2 separate regions of the Canis lupus genome follow, and region 2 is linked to region 1. A link is a contact called in public Hi-C data. All regions are on one chromosome and are shown on one strand. The core of a region is the stretch at or near the end of the contact, and the rest is flanking DNA. Distances in the headings are between cores, read along the strand shown. Region 1 has its middle 97 kb from the start of TMC1. Region 2 has its middle 120 kb from the start of ZFAND5.

Region 1 (7,068 bases), core at 1,483-3,982:
AAGTGGAACAGCCAGATATGATGTCCCTCCTAGAGTGATGCAATGTGACATACAGGACATCATGTTCTTTTTTTTTTTTTTTAAGATTTTATTTATTTATTCATGAGAGACACACAGAGAGAGAGAGAGAGAGAGGCAGAGACATAGGCAGAGGGAGAAGCAGGCTCCCTGCAGGGAGCCCGACGCAGAACTCAATCCCAGGACTCCAGGATCATGTTTTGGGCCGAAGGCAGGACCAAACTGCTGAGCCACCCAGGGATCCCCACAACATCATATTCTTGCAAAAATCTAGACCTGGGGATCCCTGGGTGGCGCAGCGGTTTAGCGCCTGCCTTTGGCCCAGGGCGTGATCCTGGAGACCCAGGATCGAATCCCACGTCGGGCTCCTGGTGAATGGAGCCTGCTTCTCCCTCTGCCTATGTCTCTGCCTCTCTCTCTGTGTGACTATCATAAATAAATAAAAATTAAAAAAAAAAATCTAGACCTGGACTGGATTAAGCCTGTAGAGTTTACTTTTACAGGCTTAATCTATTTTTTTTTTTTTTTTTTTTGCGAGCGTAAAAATACTTTATTTACCAATTTGCAGTGTAACAATTTGCACTTAGGAAAATAACAGCTCCCGCTGGGCCCGGAAGGGAGCTTCTTGAATCAAAAGTCGGTGGAAGTCGGCGGAAGTCAGCACAGACTTCCTTCTGGTTGGGAAAGCAAATAGTAGCTAGAGGAACATGCTAAACATCTGCTCCAGGGAACAGACAAATTCAGAACATAGGACATTCTACAGGTCAACTCACTAGTATCTTCACCAAGTCAGTGACAGGGAGAAAAGGAGAGAGATAGAGGAAGATAGAGATTGAGACTACTACTTTAGATCTTGATTAAATCTCAATTCGAACCAATAAATTATACAAAGACAATTAGACAGATGGGCGTGTGTACTGTGTGTTAAATGACTCCAAATACTTAACGTTTAGTCACCGATAATAGTAGTGCTATGGTTATGTAAGAAAATCTTCATGCTTTTAGAGATGCATATCAAAATAGAATGATGTGATATTTGGGATTTGCTTAAAATATATAACCACACAAAAAGGTTCAATGAATATTGTGTGGCAAAATCCTTATAATCACAGGGTCTTGGTGATAAATATAAAGGAGATATATACATTGAGGTACACTTTGTTGTTCTCTGTGCTTTAGGTTTGAACCAGTTATAATATTCTTCAAAAGTAAATACCTTAAGAGATGTTCCTAACCAGGAAGGGGCATAGGGAGCTTTTTGAAGGGCTAGAAATGCTCTCTCTCTGATGTGGGTGGTAGTTACATTGAGGTACGCATTGGCAAAACTCATCAAACTATACACTTAAGATGTGTGCTTTGTGTTGCCTTTGTTATATTGCATTAAAATAAACTAGCTTCCATCTTTAGCAGGCAAAATTAAATTAAAAAACACTTGCATGAGTAATTACATGCAACACACATTCTGCTCCCCTGGCCTTAAAAATGCCTCCACTTCAGAGCTTCCTGAGAATTCTAGCATCTACTCTAGCTGGTCTTCTATGTGCAAAAAAAGCAATGACAATCACCAGGAAAATGATCTCCATGCTTTAGAGACTAGAAGCACTATTAATCAGTTTCTGGGGTGATGGGACTTAAAAACCAGGCAATTACAAGCATTCGCCTTGAGTCATCAGCATCTCGACACCCTTGAAAGAAGAAATGGGGGAAAAACTGATGTGTTTTTAGGCAAAGGGATAGAAGGAGGTCTGAAGGAGGGCCTAAAGGGAGAGCAACCTTAAGAGAAAGCCCACACAGCATGGGTGGCACAGTTGGTTGAACATCCAACTCTTGCCTTGGGCTCAGATCACTATCTCAGGGTCCTGGGATCCAGCCCTGCATCAGGCTCTGTGCTCAGTGGGGAGTCTGCTTCTCCTCCCTCCTGCTGGTGGTCTCTCTCTCTCTTTCAAATAAATAAATACATCTTTAAAAAAGAAGATGACACTGGTACTGTAGATACTGAAGTAGGAAAAAAATAAACAGGGTTTTTGACAGCATTGAACCACTGGATCAACCCTTACCTGAAGGCCATTCTAATGCTGGACTTTTCCATTTATAAGAAATAAATTCCCTTATGATTCAAGCCAATTTAAATTAAAGCCACTTTAACTGATTCAGTAATTATGTTCTGTACTATGTGACCCCCAACAATGGCCGAATATGAGTGGAAGAGAGAGAGCACCAGACTCTTGAGCAAACAATATGCGGTCTGGGCAGGAGTCTATGAGGCAGCCAGATACAAAGGCTCTAATAGGGACATCATATCTAGGGAAGTGACTGACCAGAATCAATCCATTTGGTTTCATGTCCTTCGGTAAGTCTACTAGTAGCCCCAAGAATATTTGAATTTGGGGAGCCCGGGTGGCTCAGTCGGTTAGGAACCCGGCTCTCAATCTCAATTCAGGTCTTGATCTACAGGGTCATGGGATCAAGCCAGGAATCAAGCCTGGAGTCAAGCTTGGCACTCAGCAGGGAGTCTGCTTGAGGTTCTCTCTCTCCCTCTCCCTCTGCCCCTCCTCCCTCCTCTTCCTCATTATAAGAGAACTTAGAAGCAAAGAAAAATAATGATTACACTCTCAGACCCCCACACATCACATTGCACAGCCCTAGTCATTCCCATAACCAGTCAGCGACACCTTGCCCCTTGCAGGAGGGAGAGAAAATAACCGGTACTCCCACCGGACACGGCAAGGGCTTATGAGACACATGGCTAGAGACGAGCAACATCCCCACTGACTGGCCAGTTCCAAAATGCAAATCAGCCTGAGAAGCTCAGCTATATGCCTGTTCCTGTTTTTCTGATTCTGGCTTTGGGTGGAGATCTCTAACTTCCTTATTTCCCCCTGAGTCCTTTTAAGAAGCCCTTCTCAATTGCCACGCTTCTCTGCTTTGAAAACTCAACACTATTTTCAATACATATCCAATTTTCTCCAACGAGGTCTCTCAAAGAGAGTCTATGTTCCCTCTAATAAAATGTACTCTTATTTTTTTTATGTGTAAGAAAAGAGTCTTTTCTGAACCCAGGGCAACATTGTTTCAGCAACCTTGACAAGCCCAGGCTGAGACCACAGGTTTTGCGGCCCTGGCTTCCACCAGATGGCGCAGTCGCTGGTTCGCACACCCAGAGGCCTGCAAAACTTTGCCTCAGCACTGAGTAAACACCAACAACAGCTTCACAAAACTCACCACTTCCCCCCCTTCCCGAGAGAGAAATCGTCACTGTGACTGGCATGCTGGACACTTACCAAGTGTTTCAGAGGGTTTTCCTTAGAGGTAAGATATTGAGCCAAGCCCCCAGGTAGCAATGGTGACCTCTGAGAGCGTAGTGGGAGAGATGACACTTCAGCAAATATCACACACCTAAACACACGGCCACAAACTCTGATTTGTGCTACAGAAAGAAGCAAAGGTACCTGGTTGTTAATGCCACACAGGACCCACCAGGGGACGAGGCAGGGGTGGAATCCAAAGAGGAAAAGGAGCTAAATTATGGAAGAGGGAACAGGAAGCATTTCCCCAAACAGAAGGAACAGCAGATAAGAAGACACGGAGGCTGAAAGGATTGTGGCACGTTGGAAAGGCCAAGAAAAAGAGAAGCCAGAGCTTTCAAACTGAGGATAAATGCAAAAGAAAGGAAGAGAACTGAATTGATCTCATTGGAAGTCCTCAGTTTCATTAAGCATTTATAGAGTGACCCCTAAGTTTATATCTCTGATCACCTCCCTTGGAGTTCCATATATGTATGTCCCTGCTTGCTATATGCACTGAGTTGGGTTTTTTCTTTTTTCAAGATTTTATTTATTTATTCATGAGAGACACAGAGAGGCAGAGACACAGGCAGAGGGAGAAGCAGGCGCTCTGCAGGGACCCCGATGTGGGACTCTATCCCAGGACCCCAGGATCATGACCTGAGCCGAAGGCAGATGCTTAAGCACTGAACCACCCCGGTGCCTCCACTGAGTTGTTTCAAAGGCACACTCAAACACACGTGCATCACCAAATCCCTTGATCTTCCTTGGTCTGATCCCCTGTTCTCTGAATACCAGTGAATAGGACTTACCCATTCATTCCATTGCAAGATTCAGAAAACAGAGAAGAGTTCCTGAATCTTCCTTTTACATGGTGCTGCATAAACCATCTACCACCAAGTCCTATTCATTTTATCTGCCACATCTGGCAGTTTTTCTCCAGACCAGTGATTCTCCAAGTGTGGTCTCCAAAGTAGCAATATTAGCATATCCGAGGGACTTGTTGGAGAGAGATAAATGCAAATGCTCAGACCCCACCCCAGACTTTCTGCATCAAAGGGCCCAGAAATCTGCATTTTAACAAGCCCTTTGGGGGTGATTGGAAGTCCAGGATGCTTTCACAGCCTGTGCCCTAGGCCGGGAGACCCCTGCCTCTGCCGAGAACCCGTTCCATCATTTCCACTCTGGGCTGCTGTCGCAGTTCTGCAATTTTTCTTCCCCATGTAGACAAAAGACTCCTTTCAGGGTAAATCGCAACCCTGGCATCTACTGTGATCTACTAGGATCCACTAGAAACTGACTACAGCAGAATCTCTAGGGGTGAGGCCAGGTATTGTCTGAAAGTTTCCTGTAAAGGCCAGGACTAAGAACCACCACTCCACTCCATTTCACTCTACCCTGCATCCTGACTCATCTTATAAAATGCAAATCTGGGTGGCTCAGTGGTTGAGGGTCTGCCTTTGGCTCAGGGTGGGATCCCAGAGTCCCGGGATCAAGTCCCACATCCAGTTTCCTTCAGGGAGCCTGCTTCTCCCTCTGCCTGTGTCTCTGCCTCTCTCTGTGTGTGTCTCTCATGAATAAATAAATATAATCTTTAAAAAAATACAATAAAATAAAATGCAAATCTGGTCTTGCAATTACCTAAAATGGGCCAGGGTCAAGCCCACATTCCTACCACCATGGAGGCAGGCAGGCAAGTGATCTGGCCCCAGCACTTAAAGCCCCTCTGCGCTGGCCCGCTGGGCTTCTACCACACTGGCCGTTGTCTCCAGCCCCCCGCAGGCCCCATGCTTTTTCTTGCTTTTCTTTGGTAAGTACGGCTTGCTCTCCTGCTTTAAATTGCTCTGTGTTACCCCTGTGCCCGATAACCTTCCTAGTAATCATTCTGTAATCTGAGCTTCATCTTCTTTTCCCCAGGGAAGCCTTTCCCAAGCTTCTTTGTGGTGGAAAGAGTGAGGTGGACAGGATACAGATGCCTCTTTGTCCAGAAAGTTCCTGATCTATGAGCTTACAGATTATGGATGTATTTATTTTTCATTTTATGTTTATTGGTGATTATGTGATTCATGTTTCTCCTACTCACTAGGTTGTAAACTGCAGATGTAGGGCACACAGGATACACAAACAAATATTTACTGAATGATGCAACAACTTTTTGAGGTGGGCATGATGAGTATTCTCGTTAATACAAGGGGAAATTGAGTCTACCCAGTTTAAGCATCTTGCTCGGATCACACAGCTAGTAAAAGATGGGGCTGGGTCTTGAACCCAGGTCAGGGGTTTTCCAACATCATGAGCTCTGGAGCTGTGCAGGAGGAGAGATTTCCAGAGCCTGATCCGGTGCCTGAGTTTTCTCAATCAGGATTAAGCTTTGTTTGGTCCCTGTTCTGAACTGGGCTCAGCTTGAAGGCCACACAGTTATTTCCTTTCCATTGAAATTGCAATCTGCTCCAAGGAAATGAAGCTTATGACTCTCAGGGTATAAAGGGCAAATGTGTGGGAGAAGCCAGAGATCAAACTGTCAAGTACACTTGTAACAGAATTTTTCATGAGCTGAATTCAAATGCTATCCATGGAGCAACCTCCCCCTTGGATTCAAAGAGTGAGAACAAAGGATGACGAGAAAGGCAGCTGTCAGTGCAGAATCAGAGGCCAGATGGAATGGTCCAGGCCTGGGGACAGGGAAGAGATGCAGCCAAGGGCCAGGACAGAGGTCACAAGAGAAGGCAGTGCAGCAGAAGCTAAGAAGCTGTTTCCCCTCAGCACTAACCCGGGTGGGGGTGGGGGGGTAGGGAATCATCTGATTCCCAGTAGCTGATTGGTGGGTCTCTTCCAGTTGTACCAGCTGCTGCCCTTCCTCTGACTGTGCCAGAGTGAGTCAAAACCCCAGGAGGTCACTTTGTCACTCTCTTTCTCATCTTCCTCATAGGCAAAATTAGGAAGTTCATCTGAGATGACCTTGAAAGTTGCTTTCAACTCTAAAATGCTATGGCTCTCTGAGCAATGCTGTTAGGATTGACTCTGGAAAGACAGGAATACACGTGCCTATTGGTAGTCATTCTCAACACCAGAAAAATGATGACCCTTTCATGCTACTCCTCCCTGCTGACCACATATATTTTTTTAAGATTTTATTTATTTATTCATGAGAATACACAGAGAGGAGAGAGAGGCAGAGAGAAAAACAGGCTCCATGCAGGGAGCCAGACACAGGACTCAATCCAGGGTCTCCAGGATTACACCCTGGGCTACAGGCAGCGCTAAACCACTGAGCCACCAGGGCTGCCCCCCACTGACCACATCTTAATCCTGAAGAAAGCACTTCAGGTCAAGTGCCTCCAGTGACAAATTCCAAATTGAACCATGAAGTTCAAAGCAAAAGGCATCCAAAGCATAGTAAATGCCACTACTATACTGAATCCCCAAATTGAGGTACACTAAACTATTATTACAGGAGCAAATATGCAACAGAAAATTATGGTAGCCTTATTTTCTTTTAAATAATTTAATTTTTTTGGATGAAAATGAATGATGACTAATTTTAGACAGTTAAATCAGAATAAACCCAGATTGCAGTTCACTTTCATGTATTTAATATATATGGTATAGTTGGATTAAGATAATTTTCTAAGGTGGATGTCAGCGCCAGGAGTGAGTAGCTATGAAGCAAGACCAGCTGAAAAACTGGAATAAATTCAGCTCTGATGTGCCTGGGCTCATGCTATTTGCTTAGTTCGGAATGCTTATTCCCCACATTGCACTTAAG
Region 2 (7,068 bases), core at 1,369-3,868, 61 kb after region 1:
AATTTTCCTGGCAAGACACATTCCCACTGTCACACACACACACACACACACACACACAAATGGTCTTAGAAATGAGAATCTACGCATAAGTTCTCAACTTCAAAACATTTTTATCTTGGCACAAATCATTATAGCAATATGATAAAAGAATAGACTCGTGAAATGAAATCTATTTTTCAGCAATCAACACCTATGATGGCAAAGGGCTAAGATGATGACAAATCTTAGAACAGATGGTCATGTACCATCCAAATGAGCATATGAGAAAGGGCTCCTCAAGGAAGTGGGGCTGACATGGGAAAGAGGAGTCACTTATAAGGGTGCCTAGTAGCTCTATTTTTAATTTTTAATTCATGAATCTGAATGTTTAACAGATTCTTTACTTCTTTGCTTAAACACCCAACAGTCCCCATCATCCACAATATAAAATTTAGCTGCCTTACCATAGCTCTCTGTGATGTGACTGAAGTTCATGTCTCTAAGCTTAACCCTTAGCATTCCCCAAAATTCTTGTCGTACTAGCTTCAGGGCTTTCTGAATAGCCCATGGGAAAACTGCAAGATTTCCATTTGGGGACTAAAGAAATCTGTCTATGCATCTTTGCTTTTATACGCAGTTTCCCCTAACTGAAATATTCCTTCCTTACCCGACTCACCTTCCAAATCCAGACCAAGAGAGTCCTTCTTTGAGAAGCTGTCTCAAACCACTTTACTAAATGCAATCACTCCCTCTTTCCTCAGTATCACACAGTATTGCCATCACATTATTATTTTAGATTTTATTATTTTTCATCTCTCTTTCCTCAATGTGGAGCTCAAACTCACGACCCCAAGATTAAGAGTCACACGCTCTACCACTGAGTCAGCCAGGTGCCCACTATTATGTTATTTACTGTAGCTATTTGTTCCCTTTTAAGTTGGGGAATCCTTTATGGCAGAGTCTATGTCTTAATTATCTTAGTATCTTAGGCCCTAGCACAGTTTCAGGCATGTGGTAGATGTCTGATCAATGTTAACTGTTGCATTGCTATGGAATACTAAGTAGACATATGCTATATAGCTAAGTAGACAATAGCTATAATTTTTATTTAAAATTATCTTCTTACAATGCCTATGTATAATTTCCTTGCACTGTATTTTTGCCTCACATCAAATGTCCTAGCTTTTTCTACTGGGTATAGTCTCTCTTATAAGTATTCACCTGGCTTTATTGTACACTGCCATGATGGCTAGCAAAAGAACACAATCCATGGAAAAATCTTATTTCACTAAAGAAGAGAGCTGTCCAAAAGTTATAGAATCAGTGTGTTGCGTGTGTTACACTCATGCTACTGCATAATTTGGAATGGAGGCATGAGCTAAAATTAAATTTGAGTCAGATCTTGGTTATCCAGACCTGTCCTTCCAAGATTTTATAAAACTACTGATAAAATGATCATGAATAGCATTCATCCAAATGTCTCATGGCTTTTTTAGCTTATAGATACAAAGAATTTCACATGGTCAGTTACACTTGGACATGCTGGGGAAGGAATTTCAGACCCGTTCAGAGTATTCCTTTCTCCCCACATTGTCTGGTGGGCCAGAATCTCTCAGGAGGGTCTTAGAAGTCACTCCTGGTCATTGCACAGTGATCCCCCACGTTGGCCACACTGTTGGCCACTCACCTGGAATTCTGCAGACTGTGCTCATCTCATGTTTTTTTGTCACCTTGAGATTGTCCACAGCCAGTAAGAGAGTGGCAGGTGAAATAATATGTCCTGTTTGTTATGCCCTTGTTGGGGACTCAGAAATACTGGGTGGTAATGGGCAGAAGTGAAGAACAGCAGGGACCTCAGGCTTAGGGTCACAAGGATGGTAGGGCAGGTGTTTTTTTCTTTTCTTTCTCCTTCAACTGACGCACAGGGTGGTTTTCTCTAGAACTGATTTATAGTATCAGCTGCTACACTTTAACACCTCTTTCACTCCCGTGGACCTTCCAACCTTTGGCCTGCGCCTGAGTTTGACTTGTTCAGCAGAACATTTTCCTTATAGTGAATTCCTTATCAGGGACTCCGCCTGCTTTCATAAAACTTGCCACCTTGTGGTCGCATCTCCAACACAGGCACACTCCAAACTCTGACCTCAAATCCACCAGACCCATGAAATCTGACCAGCAATTGAGAACTACACTTACGTTGTTTATTTTTTTCTTTCAGGAAGTTTCTCAATACCCTTTTGGGATCTGTAATTACAAAGATATACTACTAGGGAAGAGGAAGAAGAGTGTCATCTAAGTTCATGGCACCAAAGAACCCAAAACTCAGACTTGAATCAGAGATGACTCCCTCATGACAGCAACTATCATTATAAGAAATACTTTAGTTATTGGCATTTGAAGCTTTGGGGAAATCCAAGATCACTCAATTCAAACTGATAGAGTGAGTATTGATAAAAATGCTGCCCATAAAACATGGCTGGAATTTGAACTAGATAGTCATTGAAAAATTAAATGGTAGGAAACACATTTGTTTTTCTTTATGTAGTGAAACCCAATTCTCTTTTACTTGGCACATCTGATTGACATAATATAGTTATTACAGGAACCTCCCTTTTTCTGATGGTCGGCTTTGGTTGAGCAATTTCCTTCTGCAGCTGTGCTACAAGTCAGGTTTGACAATGATGCAACATACTGCCTACACCAAGGTTTTAAATTCAAGCACTCATTTTAATGCCGGTTACACCAATAAGATTTCATTGAAGATAAAAATAGTTTGCGGAATTTTTATAACTCCATAGGTCAGAAAGAGTAGAGTGTGTACAGTTTCCAAATTAGGGAGAGGCTATTGACCGCTCTGCTTTGAATTCTCTGGTCTCCCAATGTCACGGTGGCTCGGCTTGGCTCTGAACAAAGCATTGGACAAAGGTCAGATATTTCAGATGACTGAATGTGGAAAAAGTAGTAAGGTAATTTCCTAGAAAATGTATCTAAAATATTATTCATTATACAGTTTGTGAATCTCCAGTGATTGAATTATTTATTTTGTATGGTTACACTTTGATATTACAGGTCAGATCAAAATGGCATTTGAGAACTATAGAAGGCCAGTTGCCCTAAATGTATATGTATTATCTTCTACTCTAAATGCTTCCAGATATTGCATCGCAGTTATGTGAGGTAAAGCTGGTTGCAGTTTTTTATTTGTTTGATCCTCTTTGACCTTCAAGGTCACACCCTTTTACCCTGACGTTAACTACCCTCCCAGATCAAAAACCCTGCAAAGCACATACCAACTTTTGTCTTAGGGGAAGAGTATATGGCATTTGATTTTGTCCTAGTAGCTGAGTAAATCTACCCAAATCCTGGCAAACAGAAGTTTTCCTTGGGATGGAGGTGGCCTTATCCCCGCAAGGATTCCAGCCCAACCTAGGCTCCTGAATACGGCAGTTATACTTTGGAGAACAGTCACTGAGCATGAAATTGTGAACTAAAATGTGCCATTCCTCTATATGATATTGTGATTTAGAATGGAATATATATATTTTTAATAATAAATTTATTTTTTATTGGTGTTCAATTTGCCAACATACAGAATAACACCCAATGCTCATCCTGTCAAGTGCCCACCTCAGTGCCCATCACCCATTCACCCCCACACCCCCGCCCTCCTCCCCTTCCACCACCCCTAGTTCGTTTCCCAGAGTTAGGAGTCTTCATGTTCCGTCTCCCTTTCTGATATTTCCTACCCATTTCTTCTCCCTTCCCTTCTATTCTCTTTCACTATTATTTATATTCCCCAAATGAATGAGACCATATAATGTTTTGATATTTCCCATTTCTAGTACAGAAATTCTAAAGCCCTTGGAATTTCCTAAATGGTGAGGGACACCAGGTATCTTTTGTTATGTTAATGAGGCAACTCTGAGAATGCCCCAAGGTCGCCAAAAAATGAAGTTTGGTCCCCAGGGCAACAAACCCCATAATTGGAGGGTGGGATATTTCAGGCCCACCTCACTGACCTCCAAGGGCTTGAAGGAATTAGAAACTGAATCAGTCGCTGAAGGCCAATGATTTAACCTAGCAATTCTATGGAATGAAGCCTCCATTAAAACCCAAAGGGCTACCTGGGAGATCTATCTGGGTGGTGAACATTTGGATTTTTGAGGAGAGTGGTGCCTTCAGAGAGAACATGGAAGATTTGCACCCTTTCCCCATACCTTGCCCTATGCATTTCTTCCAGCTGGATGTTCCTGAGTTATAACCTTTTACAATAAACCAATAATCTAGTAAGTAAAATGTTTCTCTGAGTTCTGTGAGCTGCTCAAGCAAATCACTGGAACCCAAGGAGGGGGATGTGGATACATCCAATCTATAGCCAGTCAGAAGTACAAGTGACAACCTGGACTTGCATCTGGTGTCTGCAGTGGAGGAGGAGTGCGGTGGAGGAGGAGCAGTCTTGTGGGGCTGAGCTTTTCCCACAAGTAATCTGATGTATTATCTGGGTAGATAGTGTTAAAATTGAGTTAAACTGTAAAACACCCAGCTGACTTCAGAGAATTATTTAGTAGCGTGGGGAAACCCCTCACACACATATTGGAATTAGGAATAGAACCCTTTTATCCAACTCCCCAGAATGAGGCCAAAGTTATAGAGAATCCAGACCATCCCAGCAGCGATGTAGCATTTATAAACTGTACAGGATCAATTTTCATCCCTGATGTTAAATAGCAAGAGGCAATAGCAGTCAGATCTCACATCATGATGGTCACCACCATCACCATCTTTAAGTGAGATTCTTAGACTATTGAGGGGAAGAAGAGTCCCAAGAAGAAATAAGATTCTTAGAGGGGGTCAGAATAGGAAAGCTTAAGAGTCTCACACATAAAATCAAGTACATCAGAGGACCATGGTTAGCCAAAGAGCTAAGAGAGCTGCATTTACATTACAATTCAGAATATAAATATCTTCTCCGATAACTTTTAATTAAACTTTTGTAATGCTTGACTTTTTTTGCCATGTAAATAAAATCCAGCCACTAACCAACAAAGTAGAAGACTGGGGGTAGGACAGGACACAGAAACAAAAATAACTTGTTTTTCGAGCTTTACCTCTCTTAACAAGACCAGAAAATAGTAGAGTGGTGACCTTGGTTAAGACTGAAATGTTTTAAAAGTGAAAATCACCAAAAACACAGCCACAGCCCATGTAAGAATACAGACACACACACACACACACACACACACACACACACAAATATAAATCCTCTCTCTCTTCAAAAACATCAGGCATTAAATGTCTGGAGGGTTTTGCTGTTGTTGTTCTTTCATTTTTTTTAATACACTGTGTTTAAGAATTGCCTCCACAGAAATGCCAAGTCTTAAATTCTAACTAGTGGCTAAGGCCTCTATTTTATGACTCAGACTTTCAGTTCTTGTTAGGAGAGAGGAAGGAGCACAGTACATCTTAGTTTATTTAGTTTTTCTCCAAAGCTACTCATCAGCTAAGGTTACTATAAAGGGTGAAGTTATGGGATGATTGCTTTCTCTCTGTTTTAAGGGATAGAAGATAAACTGTGATTGTCTGTTTTATATTAAAGTTCCTTTCTAAAGAAGAGCTGTGTGTGCATTTAAAAAAATTTTTAGGGGTGCCTGGATGGTTCAGTGGTTGATCACCTGCCTTCAGCTCAGGTTGTGATCCCTGAGTCCTAGGATCGAGTCCTGAAGCAGGCTCCTCAGGAAGCCTGCTTCTCCCCCTGCCTGTGTTTCTGCCTCTCTCTGTGTGTCTCTCATGAATAAATAGATAAAATCTTTTTTTAAAAAAATTGTTTAGAGTTGATTTTTCAAATCCACCTGGATCATTCAGTGTCTTCACTTGCTTTGGGGATAATTCAGGGGAAATCCATTGTAAGCATGTCACGAACCATGGTATAAAAAAATGTAGTCAATCCCTACAAAGCCCTTCAGTTGACTGCATTTTCTCCTGTGCTATAAATATTACATGAGAGTCAATTGGACTCTCCAGCTCCTCCTCCAGCTCCTGTCCCACCTCACTCCCACACCCATCTGAAAGATAAAAGCAGGTGAATGATATCTCTGTCTACTCAGACTTTTTGAGAATAATAGCAACAACTTTGATAATTTCCTAGAGTAGTTAATCTAACCTGTGACGTCATTTCACGGTGAGTCACTCGTGGGGTTCTGTTGGACTTAGGAGATTTCCTGTTTGAGCCTTACACAACCCAATGAGATAGGTAGAAAAGGAACTGCTCTACTCCTGTTACACAACAGGGGAAAATTGAGCCTCTTCAAGGCCAGGTCATGACTAAAGCTGGCCAGCTAGTAGGTGGAATGGCTGGCTAAGCCGCCTGCCTTCTGAGCCTGTGTTGTTTTTACTGCATTATTTTACCTCTTTTCAGCTCTCCTATGACTTTTCACCTACCATGTTTCTAGCACTTGTAGCATTCATATTTTTCTCATGGGGCATAAATCATTGGGCAACAAGCAAAACAGAAGAGCAAATTGAGACAATTCTCTCTGTAGGATGCTCTGAATATAAGTATGCATTTAAATCTCGGTGAAGATGGCACATGGCCTGTACATGAAATACCATATATATCTCGCAGTCAAAACTGAAGTGGTGATTAATGTCTAGAGCAGGAAAAATTAGTAGCCCAAGAAATTTTTCTGAGATTCCATGATGAAGATCAATTTGAAAAACTCTTAGCTTTCTTGATATTAGTGACCGAATGATGGAAATATGCGTTTAAGTCCACAAATATGTTTAGATTTCAGGTTTTTGCCTCTCATGAGCTCCTGAAAATGTGAATCCAGGTTTATTTGCCTTTATATTATTGCAGAGTAGCACAATGCCTTGAGTTTAGTAAGCATTTGATAAATATTTTGTTTTGTTGTTAAGCATTTTGACAGATACCTATAAACCACCACATACATTCTGATCTAAGGTGACTGACTAGTCCTCATGTGTCTCAATGGAACTTTTAACAAAGCTTCCTTGTTCTCTTGACATGTACATAGACACAGTTCATTCTTTAGGAGGTTCACTGATAGAGATTATGTTTGTGATCTTATT

What was found. A called contact is a pair of places that touch in the nucleus more often than the background predicts.
Region 2: a Hi-C map of blood shows a contact between it and region 1, with 3 times the contacts expected there. The contact joins two enhancer-like sites. A contact is called at or near these places in 3 of 9 Hi-C or Micro-C datasets (blood and liver).

The regions. Positions count from the first base shown.
Region 1 is chr1:85,910,914-85,917,981 of UU_Cfam_GSD_1.0, forward strand. No RefSeq gene overlaps it. Among named protein-coding and RNA genes, the nearest start is that of TMC1, 97 kb to the left of the region's middle. Within about 2 kb of position 2,733, at least 10 of the 20 cell types and tissues checked have an H3K27ac peak or open chromatin away from gene starts, as enhancers often do. A contact at or near this core is called in blood, where this site is marked.
Region 2 is chr1:85,972,288-85,979,355 of UU_Cfam_GSD_1.0, forward strand. No RefSeq gene overlaps it. Among named protein-coding and RNA genes, the nearest start is that of ZFAND5, 120 kb to the right of the region's middle. Within about 2 kb of position 2,619, at least 4 of the 20 cell types and tissues checked have an H3K27ac peak or open chromatin away from gene starts, as enhancers often do. A contact at or near this core is called in blood, where this site is marked.